3 separate regions of the Hordeum vulgare genome follow, and regions 1 and 2 are each linked to region 3. The links are chromatin contacts, called in public Hi-C maps. All regions are on one chromosome and are shown on one strand. Each heading gives the region's core, a stretch centred on a gene start, on an enhancer-like site or on the middle of the called end of the contact. The rest is flanking DNA. Distances are from core to core; before and after follow the strand shown. Region 1 holds the start of LOC123395583. Region 2 has its middle 110 kb from the start of LOC123397906. Region 3 holds the start of LOC123398061.

The links. A called contact is a pair of places that touch in the nucleus more often than the background predicts.
Region 1: a Hi-C map of seedling shows a contact between it and region 3, with 6 times the contacts expected there. The contact joins the promoter of LOC123395583 here to the promoter of LOC123398061 in region 3. A contact is called at or near these places in 2 of 6 Hi-C or Micro-C datasets (leaf and seedling).
Region 2: a contact with region 3 is called in a Hi-C map of leaf, with 4 times the contacts expected there. The contact joins the enhancer-like site here to the promoter of LOC123398061 in region 3. A contact is called at or near these places in 2 of 6 Hi-C or Micro-C datasets (leaf and seedling).

Annotation. Positions count from the first base shown.
Region 1 is chr5H:443,073,332-443,076,785 of MorexV3_pseudomolecules_assembly, reverse strand. It overlaps LOC123395583, which reads left to right and starts at 2,025. Exons shown (of 3, transcript XM_045090602.1): 1 at 2,025-2,166; 2 at 2,686-3,454. The coding sequence starts at 2,100.
Region 2 is chr5H:442,959,890-442,962,971 of MorexV3_pseudomolecules_assembly, reverse strand. No RefSeq gene overlaps it. Among protein-coding and RNA genes, the nearest start is that of LOC123397906, 110 kb to the left of the region's middle. Within about 2 kb of position 1,366, at least 1 of the 3 cell types and tissues checked has open chromatin away from gene starts, as enhancers often do. A contact at or near this core is called in leaf, where this site is marked.
Region 3 is chr5H:443,364,694-443,367,739 of MorexV3_pseudomolecules_assembly, reverse strand. It overlaps LOC123398061, which reads right to left and starts at 1,702. Exons shown (of 3, transcript XM_045092572.1): 1 at 1,522-1,702; 2 at 744-1,132; 3 at 1-586. The coding sequence starts at 1,585.

The sequences.
Region 1 (3,454 bases), core at 776-3,275, 290 kb after region 3:
GCCTCAACCTGCAAGTACTTCGCTCCGCCACGCCTTGTCCGCGCGTCGCCGCCGTTCTGCATCGAGCAGACGCATCATCCCAAGTCGCTGTAGCTGCCGCGTTGATTTGATCCAGAAGCTGTGCTCGAGCGCCGAAACGGGGGCAGCAAGCGGGCAGAGGTACGGCCGCGGAGGCGGGCGGGTTGAGATCGACAACATTGGTGGTTGAGGTCGGCCGTGGCGGCGAGTGGTGTGGCAGCGGCCTGGGCACATGCAAGGATGGACCAGGGTCGACGCGATGCGCTCGAGCGCCGCAACGGGGGCAATGAGCGGGGAGACGTACATCCGCGGAGGCGGGTGGGTTGAGATTGGCAGCGGTGGCGGTTGAGGTCGGCCGCGGCGGCGAGTGGTGTGGCGGCGGCCTGGGCACAGGCGAGGGTGGCCCAGGGTCGACGGGAGGAGGCGATGCGTACGGATATAATTTTTGCAGCGAATCGTTTTTTTTTCCTTTTGCGTTGCAGATAAATGATGGAGCGTGGGTTGAATAACATAAATTACAGGGGCTTTTTATAAAAATGTCGTGGTGGGTTTTCCGACGAAAGCAATAGCCGCTTTATTATTATTATTATATATATATATATATATATATATATATATATATACTAGCAAAAGGGCCCATGCGTTGCAACGGGAGAAAGAAATACCACACGACACACGCTCTTAATTTATAAAAAATGTCTATAATTTGAGAATTTATAGTTACGATACAAATAAAGATGGTCTTATTCTACAAAAATGCAGTTCAAAATTTCACGGGTCTTCTATTTTAACACGGCTTGCATGTAGATTTAATACATACAAAGAAACAATCAAGTGACCTTCAGTTTCATCTCTAATCCTGATTTTGTTGACGCGTTCATCCCCAACCCGGATGAGTACCGGTATGAAAGAAAGACGAAACTTATTTATTAAGATTGCACCCTAGATAGTATTTTTATTAAACGTTTAACAGATAAAATAATATCATATTTAAATTCTACATATTTTTCTAATCAAATTTCATGTATAATATGTTAAATTTGGAGTTACGGTTTAAAAGATATGAGTTTAAAAAAAAATATTTAATATAAACTATGAGTTTAATGTCATAAACAGTAAGGGCTTTTTTATAAAATCACCTCGGTGGGTTTTTCAACGGAAGCGATAGTCTCTTTATTATTAAACTAGCAAAAGGGCTCATGCGTTGCAACGGGAGAAAGAAATACCACACGGCACACGCTTTTAATTTATAAAAAATGTCTATAATTTGAGAATTTATAGTTACGATACAAATAAAGATGGTCTTATCCTACAAAAATGCAGTTCAAAATTTCACAGGTCTTCTATTTTAACACGGCTTGCATGTAGATTTAATACGTACAAAGAATCAGTCAAGTGACCTTCAGTTTCATCTCTAATCCTGATTTTGTTGACGTGTTCATTCCCAACCCGGATGAGTACCGGTACGAAAGAAAGACGAATAATGACTTATTTATTAAGATTGCACCCTAGATAGTATTTTTATTAAATGTTTAACAGATAAAATAATATCATATTTAAATTCTACATATTTTTCTAATCAAATTCCATGTATAATATGTTAAATTTGGAGTTACGGTTTAAAAGATATAAGTATTTAAAAAAATATTTAATATATACTACGAGTTTAATGTCATAAACAGTAAGGGTTTTTTTTTGTAAAATCATCTTGGTGGGTTTTCGACGGGAACGATTGCCTCTTTATTATTAGGTAAAGATTAGGTAAAGATATAGGTATAGATTAGGGAGAGATGAGTATATGTACTATGTTAAAAAAAAGTTTGCGAGTGCTGAGCGAAAGCCGCCCAAGCTACCCAGTCGTCGTGATCGGGCCCAGTTTTCCTCGGCATTGATTGAAGGCGCGGAGAGGGTTTCGTCTGCCACACCCACGCGTTCTATTGAAAATAAAAATAAAAGAAATCCGTTTCCACTGCACGCTCCTCTATTCTCGCGCGCCTCCTGCTCTCCCCCTCCTCGCCCCAAACAAAACCACCAACCAACCAACCACAGGGGCCGGGACTGCCACCACCGGAACCCGACCGATGGAGTTCCCTCGCCGCGGTCCGGCCACCGGCGACGGCCGCCGCTTCCCTGACCCTCCGCCGCACGGTATGCGTCGAGCCAATCTAAACATTCGCCCTTGTCGCCGTGGTCGTTTCTTCCTTGGTAAATAACCGCAAACGAAGTAATGGCAGGACCCATTTTGCTCTCAGTTCTCTTCTCCTGGGGTCAGATGCTTGCGATTGTTGTCGAGAACCCCGAAAATCTCGGCCGCTTCCATGCTATGCGTTGTTTTTTGTTTAGAAATCGAAAATAAGGCCTCAGTTTCTTTCAATACTCAGGTGTAGATTGGGTGTGATTTGGATTAGTTTGTTTCACAGAAGGAGTTTCCGATCTGTTTTGTGGGGGGCAGAACATGGCAAAATTGGGATCTCTCCCTCGAGAAATCTCGCAAACATGTTCCCTCATTTTCCATTGGACAGACTTAAAGTCCATCCTAGCATAGCAGTACACATCTTGCTAGTTCAAATCGCATGTAGATTTTTCAAGAAACACATTGAGAATTTGAGGAAGAGTTGGAATTTTGGTCACGCCGACCATCTAACTGCTGCGCAATGCCTGGTGCAGGAGAGGAGGAGCCGATGACGGTGATGAGGAATGCGCTGCTCTCGCAGCTCCACATGGACCACCTTCGCCAGGAGATCATCGTGTCCGAGCTGGCCAAGATGGAGCGCGCCAATGCCCTCCGCGCCGGCGTGGCCACCGCAGATGCTGGACAGTCTAAGCCGTGTCCGTTCAGTGCCGAGCAGCTCATGGCCCTGCGCGCCGCCACGCCGATTCCATTGCTCGGCCTGGCCGCCGCAGATGCTGGACGGTATGGGCTTTTGCCATTCAGCGCCGAGCAGCCCATGGCCCTGCGCGCTTCTGCCTGTGAGCAACAGACCACACGGATGCCATCGCAAAGTGTGGTCGCTGCTGATGCCGGACAGTCTACGACATGTCCGTTCAGTGCCGAGCAGCCCATGGCCCTGCGCGCTTCTGCCTGTAGCCAGCAGGACACGCGGATGCCATTGCACAGTGTGGTCGCGGCGGATGCCGGACAGTCTATGCCATGTCCGTTCAGTGCCGAGCAGCTCATGGCCCTGCACGCTGCGCCCAGTAGCCACCAGGACACGCAGATGGCATTGCATGGCGTGGCCGCTGCAGATGCTGGACCGTCTAAGCTGTGGCCGTTAAGTGTCGAACAACTCATGGCCCTGCGCGCTGCGGCGGATAGCCACCATGCCACGCCGATGCCAATGTACGGCGAGGCTGCTACAGATGCTGGACGGTCTAAACCAGGGCCGTTCAGTGCCGAGCAGCCCATGTCCTTGCTTGCCGCGGCCGGTAGCCACCA
Region 2 (3,082 bases), core at 117-2,616, 400 kb after region 3:
CGTCACTGAGGTGCTAGCTAGATATTCGAACCGTCACGCTCCCACATAGCGAGAGTCGGTTTCTCCCAGAGGCAGAGAGAGAGAGGAAGGGAGGGCTAGCTCCCCATGCACGGAGGCGTAGCGCAACCCCGTGATCCATCCTGTCGTCGGCAAAGCACGCCTACTTCTCGTGTTATTTAAGGAGGAGTTGGTTGTTGGCGATTTGTTACGCGTAGGAGGGAAGGCGGAGGTGGCGGCAAGGTAGGCGATGTACTTAGACACTCGTAGTTGTCGTTAACGTTGACCTGGCCACCTATGCATGAGGACAAGTGTGACCACGTCACCATGGGATGATGCCTCTCAAGCTCCAACCTCCGCACATGTATTTTAAAAGAGGCACACCTCTCCCTCCGGTTTATATTCGATTCGATTTCAAGCATGACTTATTTCAAGGTGGAACAAGCGCTAACGTGACTCTCCTCTTGAGCCGACCCATGTAAAGTGACCACTTGATCACTTCACCGATTCGCTCGAGGGCAATTTGACCAGTCATGGTCATAGTGGACTTTAAAAAATTATAAAAAAATCATGAATTTAAAACACATTCACTCATTTCAAAAAGATGTTCAAAATTTCAAACAAATCATGAATCTATAAAAAAAATGTTCAAAGTTTCAAACAAATCAGGAATTTCAAACAATATTTCAAACTTTTCCATTGATTTTCAATAAAGTTCACCAAATTTAAAAATAGTTCATCTAATTGAAAAAACTTCATCGGATTTGAAAAAAACTTGTTCGATTTTTGAAGAAGGTCAACAAAAATTAAAAAAGTTCTTCACTTTTGAAGAAAAAATCTTCATTCTAAAGAAATCATCGAATTTGAAAAAAGTTCATCGGATTTGGATTTTTTATTAATTTAAAAAATGCTCATAATTTTGATAAGATTTCATTGATTTGAAAGAACAAATCATGAGTTTGAAGTTTTTGAAAAATCATCTATTACAAGAAAAAGTTTTCGAATTTGCAAAAACAAAATATAGATGAAATACTAAAAGTAAAAGTAAAGAGAAAACAAAACAAAACAAAATGAAGAAAGAAGAAATAAGAAATGGCAAAAACGTGTATATAATCAAACCTACGCGAAGGTGTCAGGTGTTTATCGCATCGATCACCAAACTCCCGCGTTATGGCTTCGAATGCCAACGTGTGAGTATCTTTTGCATTTTAGAAAAAAAAATTGGCCGGCCAACATTCCCTATTTCTATTATTTCTTTGATCTTTTTATTTATGAAAAACCCTATTCGTCGCTCTGTGTGAAACGATGTCGGACTTCGCAAAGAGCGAGAGGGCGTCGATTTCAAATGGGCTGGCCCATTTAACAAGGATGCAGGATTTCCGGTTTTGGGAATCTTTTAGAGGTTCTAACCGATTTTACCGGTTTTGTAGACTTCTAGAAGGTTTGCTCAACCGTGGTTTTTTATATTTTTTATTTTTTTAGAGTTTTATGTTTCTTTTCTTATTTTCTGGTTCTGTTTTAGAAAATGTTCTGGATTTTCCAAAAATACTTTTGAATTTTCATAAAATATTCTTGATTTTAGAAAAATGTTTAGTATTTACCAAATATTGTTTTCGGTTCATATGATTCAAATTTATTCTCGGTTTCAAATTGTGTTCTTAAGATTTAAAAAATGCTTATGCTTTAAAAAATTGTTCCAGCATTCAAATTTGTTCATTTTTTTCAAAATTTTCTTCTCAAGACTAAAAAACGTCTGTGCTTTAAAAATTTGTTCGCGCTTCCAAATTTGTTCAGGATTTTCAAAATTGGTCTCGGTTTCAAATTTTGTTCTTAAGATTCAGAAAATGTTCGTGTTTTCAAAAATTGTTCGCGATTCCAAATTTATTCGTGGTTTTTTGAAATTGTTCTTCATTTCAAAATTTTGTTCTTAAGATTCAAAAAATGTGTCTGCTTTAAAAAATTGTTCGCGCTTCCAAAAAAATTCAGGCTTTTCCAAACTTATTCTCGGTTTCAAGTTTTGTTCTCAAAATTCAAATAGTGTCCGTGCTTTAAAAAATCGCGCTTCCAAATTTGTTCAGGGTTTTCCAAAACTGTTCTCCGGTTCAAAATTTATTCTCAAGTTTCAAAATTTGTTCATGCTTTAAAAAATTGTTCAAATTATTCTCGGTTTCAAAATTTGTTCTCAAAATTCAAAAAATGTCGGTGCTATAAAAATTTGTTCGCTCTTTCAAATTTTTTCTGAGTTTTCCAAAATTATTTTCCTTTTCAAAATTTTGTTCTCAAGATTCAAAAAATTGTTCGTGCTTCCAAATTTGTTCACAAATTTTGAAAATATTTCTCGGTTTCAAAATTTGTTCTCAAAATTCATAAAATATCCGTGCTTTAAAATTTTGTTCGCGCTTTCAAATTTTTTCGGTTTTTTAAAAATTGTTCTCCTTTTGAAAATTCGAAAAATGTTCGTGCTTTAAAAATTTACTCGTGCTTCCAAATCTGTTCATGGTTTTCCAAAATTGTTCTTTATTTCAAAAAAAATGCTTCAAATACAAAAAAAAATGAAAAATGAAAGACAAAAAGTATGAAAAAAGGAAATAAATAGAAAAGGACAAAAAGTAATAGAAAAAAAGATACAAAACTCGGCCAGCCTAGTCGGAGCGCCCGCCTTGTGCGATGGAGGAGTCCCTCACACAATGAGCGGCACGTAGGAGCTCCCCCCAACGTTCCATATTCGGAGTTGAATTGTAGTGTTATTTGCAAACGAGCGCACCCTCGCTAGGCCGGAGTTGAATAAGTTGAGGAACTATTGTACTATGGAATTGACATACATCAAATTTGATGAAATTTGTTGTAAATAGAGGGGGTCCATAACACTAAGATGGGAAGGCGGTTGCCGCCCTTGTCCCGTGCTACTGGCATGTCACGGCGTCGTCGAATACTGGCTCATTTAGAACATGAATTGATGAATTTTGTCATAAGAATGAGGGTTGAGAGTGAGCGGGGTGAGGGTTGAGGTTGGTCTGTTCAGTTACGGCTATGTGGGCGGGATAATTTCCCTACTTTAGGAATTTTGGCAAAATACATTCAATAG
Region 3 (3,046 bases), core at 453-2,952:
ACATAGCGCAATCCCATTCCGAGGATGGTGTTTGGTCTTTGGAAATTTCTGGTGGACTGTTTCCCTCTTGGTTGATTGTTTCGCAAAGGGTCCGAACATTCAGTTGGTGTCTTTCATCTCTGAGGTGGTTCTCCGAGTCTAAGTCACGGTTCATTTTCTCCACATGTAGCGGTCTGCTGTCCTTGTTTAAGTTTGCTTTCAGAGACTCAGAATTGATTTCCTTGTTATTGCTTTCTTCGAATAAAGCTTGAATCTTCTTTAAGTGCCTTTTACCCTTCAGGTGGATCTCAAGATCTGATTCGGTGCCACACATAACTTGACAAATGCTGCAACCTGCTAAAGGTGGCTTCTGATAACCAATGGCCTTAATGCTTGATTCCAGTGTTGCTATATTTGACTGGTGCTTCTTCCCAGCACAATGCTTCTGCGCAGAGTTTGCTTCTACCTGGCACACCGGGCAACTCCATCTCACGGGTGGCTTCTTTCTTTTTCTGGGACTCATGGGTGGCTTCGGCTTCTTAACTGGTATGGTTATTCCTGTCAGTTCCCACTTCTCCGCAGGCGACGCTTTATTTGGAGGAACATTCTGTTTGATATGCAGTTAGATTAGACCATTAGTATGTAGTACTTCTGAAAACAAGGAAGGTAGAGTTTCTTCTGATTTTTCAATGCAGTTTGAATACACCATTAGCAAGTAGATTTATGAAAACATTTCGAGTAAACACAATGGACAAGCTGCTCACCTCACTGGGATCCTGCAGTTTCGGTTCATCAAATGCTGGGTTATGTTCACCCGAATTAACCCTGCATTTGCACGGGTTCCAGCATTTTTCCGCGCGATCTTCTGTGACGGGATTCCAAAATCTGGGCTCTGCACTCTTCCTTCCACAGTTGTTTGGTAGCTTCACATCATTTTCCTCACCCACGTCGGCGTAGTTTTCCCAGCCGAAGACGGGTCCTCTGTGCGGCGGCATGCTGTCCCGGGGCATCGGCGTGCTGTGGTGACCGGACACAGAGCGCAGGGCCATGGCGCACTCTATCTTGGCCAGCTCGGCCATGATGATCTCCTGGCGAAGGCGGTCCTTCTGGAGCTGCCACAGCAGGGCGTCCCTCATAACCAGCATTGCGTCTCCTGCACCAGCGATGGGACCAGATAAGTAGCAGAATCCTACTCCTATTGTTCTTGTTTTCTTGAACACGTTTTCTGCATCTGACTAGAGGAACCGTGAATCGGATAAAGTAGGATCGACAGGTTGCATTTGTTTTTGACGAGAGGACAGACAAGCTGGGCAGAATCTTCAATCTTGTGACCCCCGGGCAAATCAAACCACACCTAGTCTGTTACCACTTCTACAAGGCGCGGATCAAGTAGAACAGTCCCAGTACCATCGTTCGTCTGATGTCTAGAGGATTTCGCATACAGTCGCAGTCAGAGACGGGAGAAAAGGAGGGTAAAGTCCATCTCTGTTCAGTTGCTTCCTACGGAGTACTAACGCGGCAGAGGTGGCGGGCGGCACATACCGTGCGGCGGAGGGTCGGGGCAGCGGTGGTCGTCGGTGGCTGGGCCGCGGCGGGCGAACTCCATCGGGGTGGGTCCCTCCCGGGGAGCAGAGCAGCGACAGGAGCCAGAGGCGGGGGGACTGGTGGGGTGTTTCGGCGAGGAGAGCACGGGGAAGCGCGTGAGAAGGAGGGGCGTTGCAAAGGCAAAATGTGGGAGACAAAACTTTGAGTGGTCGCGTTTGGGCCCCGTATAGTATCGTACTCCGTATTTATTAGTCTTCATAATATAAGTTTTGTCCCAAGTTAAAGTATCTTTATTTTAATCAAACTTATAGAAAAAACTATAATACCAAATCAATAGTGTTAGATTCATTATGAAATGTAGTTTCGTAGTGTGTGTGCATATATATATATATATATATATATATATATATATATATTTCGTTTTGTACATGTTGATATTTCTTAATATAGGCTTGAACAAATTTTGTTGAATTTGACTTGATACAAATCTAATACGCAGAATAAGAATGACACTTCTTTTTTTTTCGGTTTATAAGACCCATCTTAAAATTATTTGTTTTTCTTGTTTCATTAGTCTCGTTTTGTCGGAGCGACGATCCTTGGGTAGTCCCAAGACGACGAGCTGGACGGGGCACGTGCCTAGGCCGGCTGCCTCGGCTCGCGCTTGTGCCCGGCTGTTCGAAATCAACTCTGGTGTCACATCTAACCTAACGCGAAAGAAAAGGCCATCCCTTTGTCACTATTGCTGATAATTTGTGTATTGTTCATCCGTCATACATCGTCATTCATAGTACCCTTTGTCCTGTGGGTGTCAACTGTTAAAAGACCCTGGAGGGCCTCTTGCCTCGAAGAGGCTCACGGACGCTTCATTTTCTTCCACGTAGTGTAACACCCCAAATTTTTTGACACAATTTTATTTATTGAATTTGGCCAGGATTATTCTGAAATTTTTTATTTCTGAGTTTTCTTCTGATTTCAGAGCTTTTCCTATTCTTACTTTTATGAAAAACTCTATCTATGAGCTAGAGCTTCTTAAAAAATTACTTGTGGCTTGGGTGTTGACTAAATATTTTTCTATTGCAGAGAAGGCTCTTTCTATAAATATTATCTTCCAATTCTATTTATTCAAAACTGTTTTTTTATTTCCTAAGGGTCCAGTTTTAAACTGCAACCACCTGTTAACTTCTTCTAAAAATTCCACAATAAATTTTACAATTACCTACTATACTTCTGGATCAATTTTATATAATTATATAGCCAAGTGTTTTGAAAAGTTTAAGTAAATTAATTGATTTTTCTTTCTGGTCCAATTGTAGATTTGTACTACAACCTATTATTAAAAGCCTCCAAAAATCCTATCAAAATTTGTAGTGGTCAAGGGATTCATATAAATGAGTTTCATGCAAAAATATATATTGGTATTTTGAAAAATTTGAGCACCACTTCTTGTTTTATGTTCTGGACCAGATTGGCATTTTGTACTGCATCCGCACTATTTTCTTTCCCAATGACCTTGAATTTT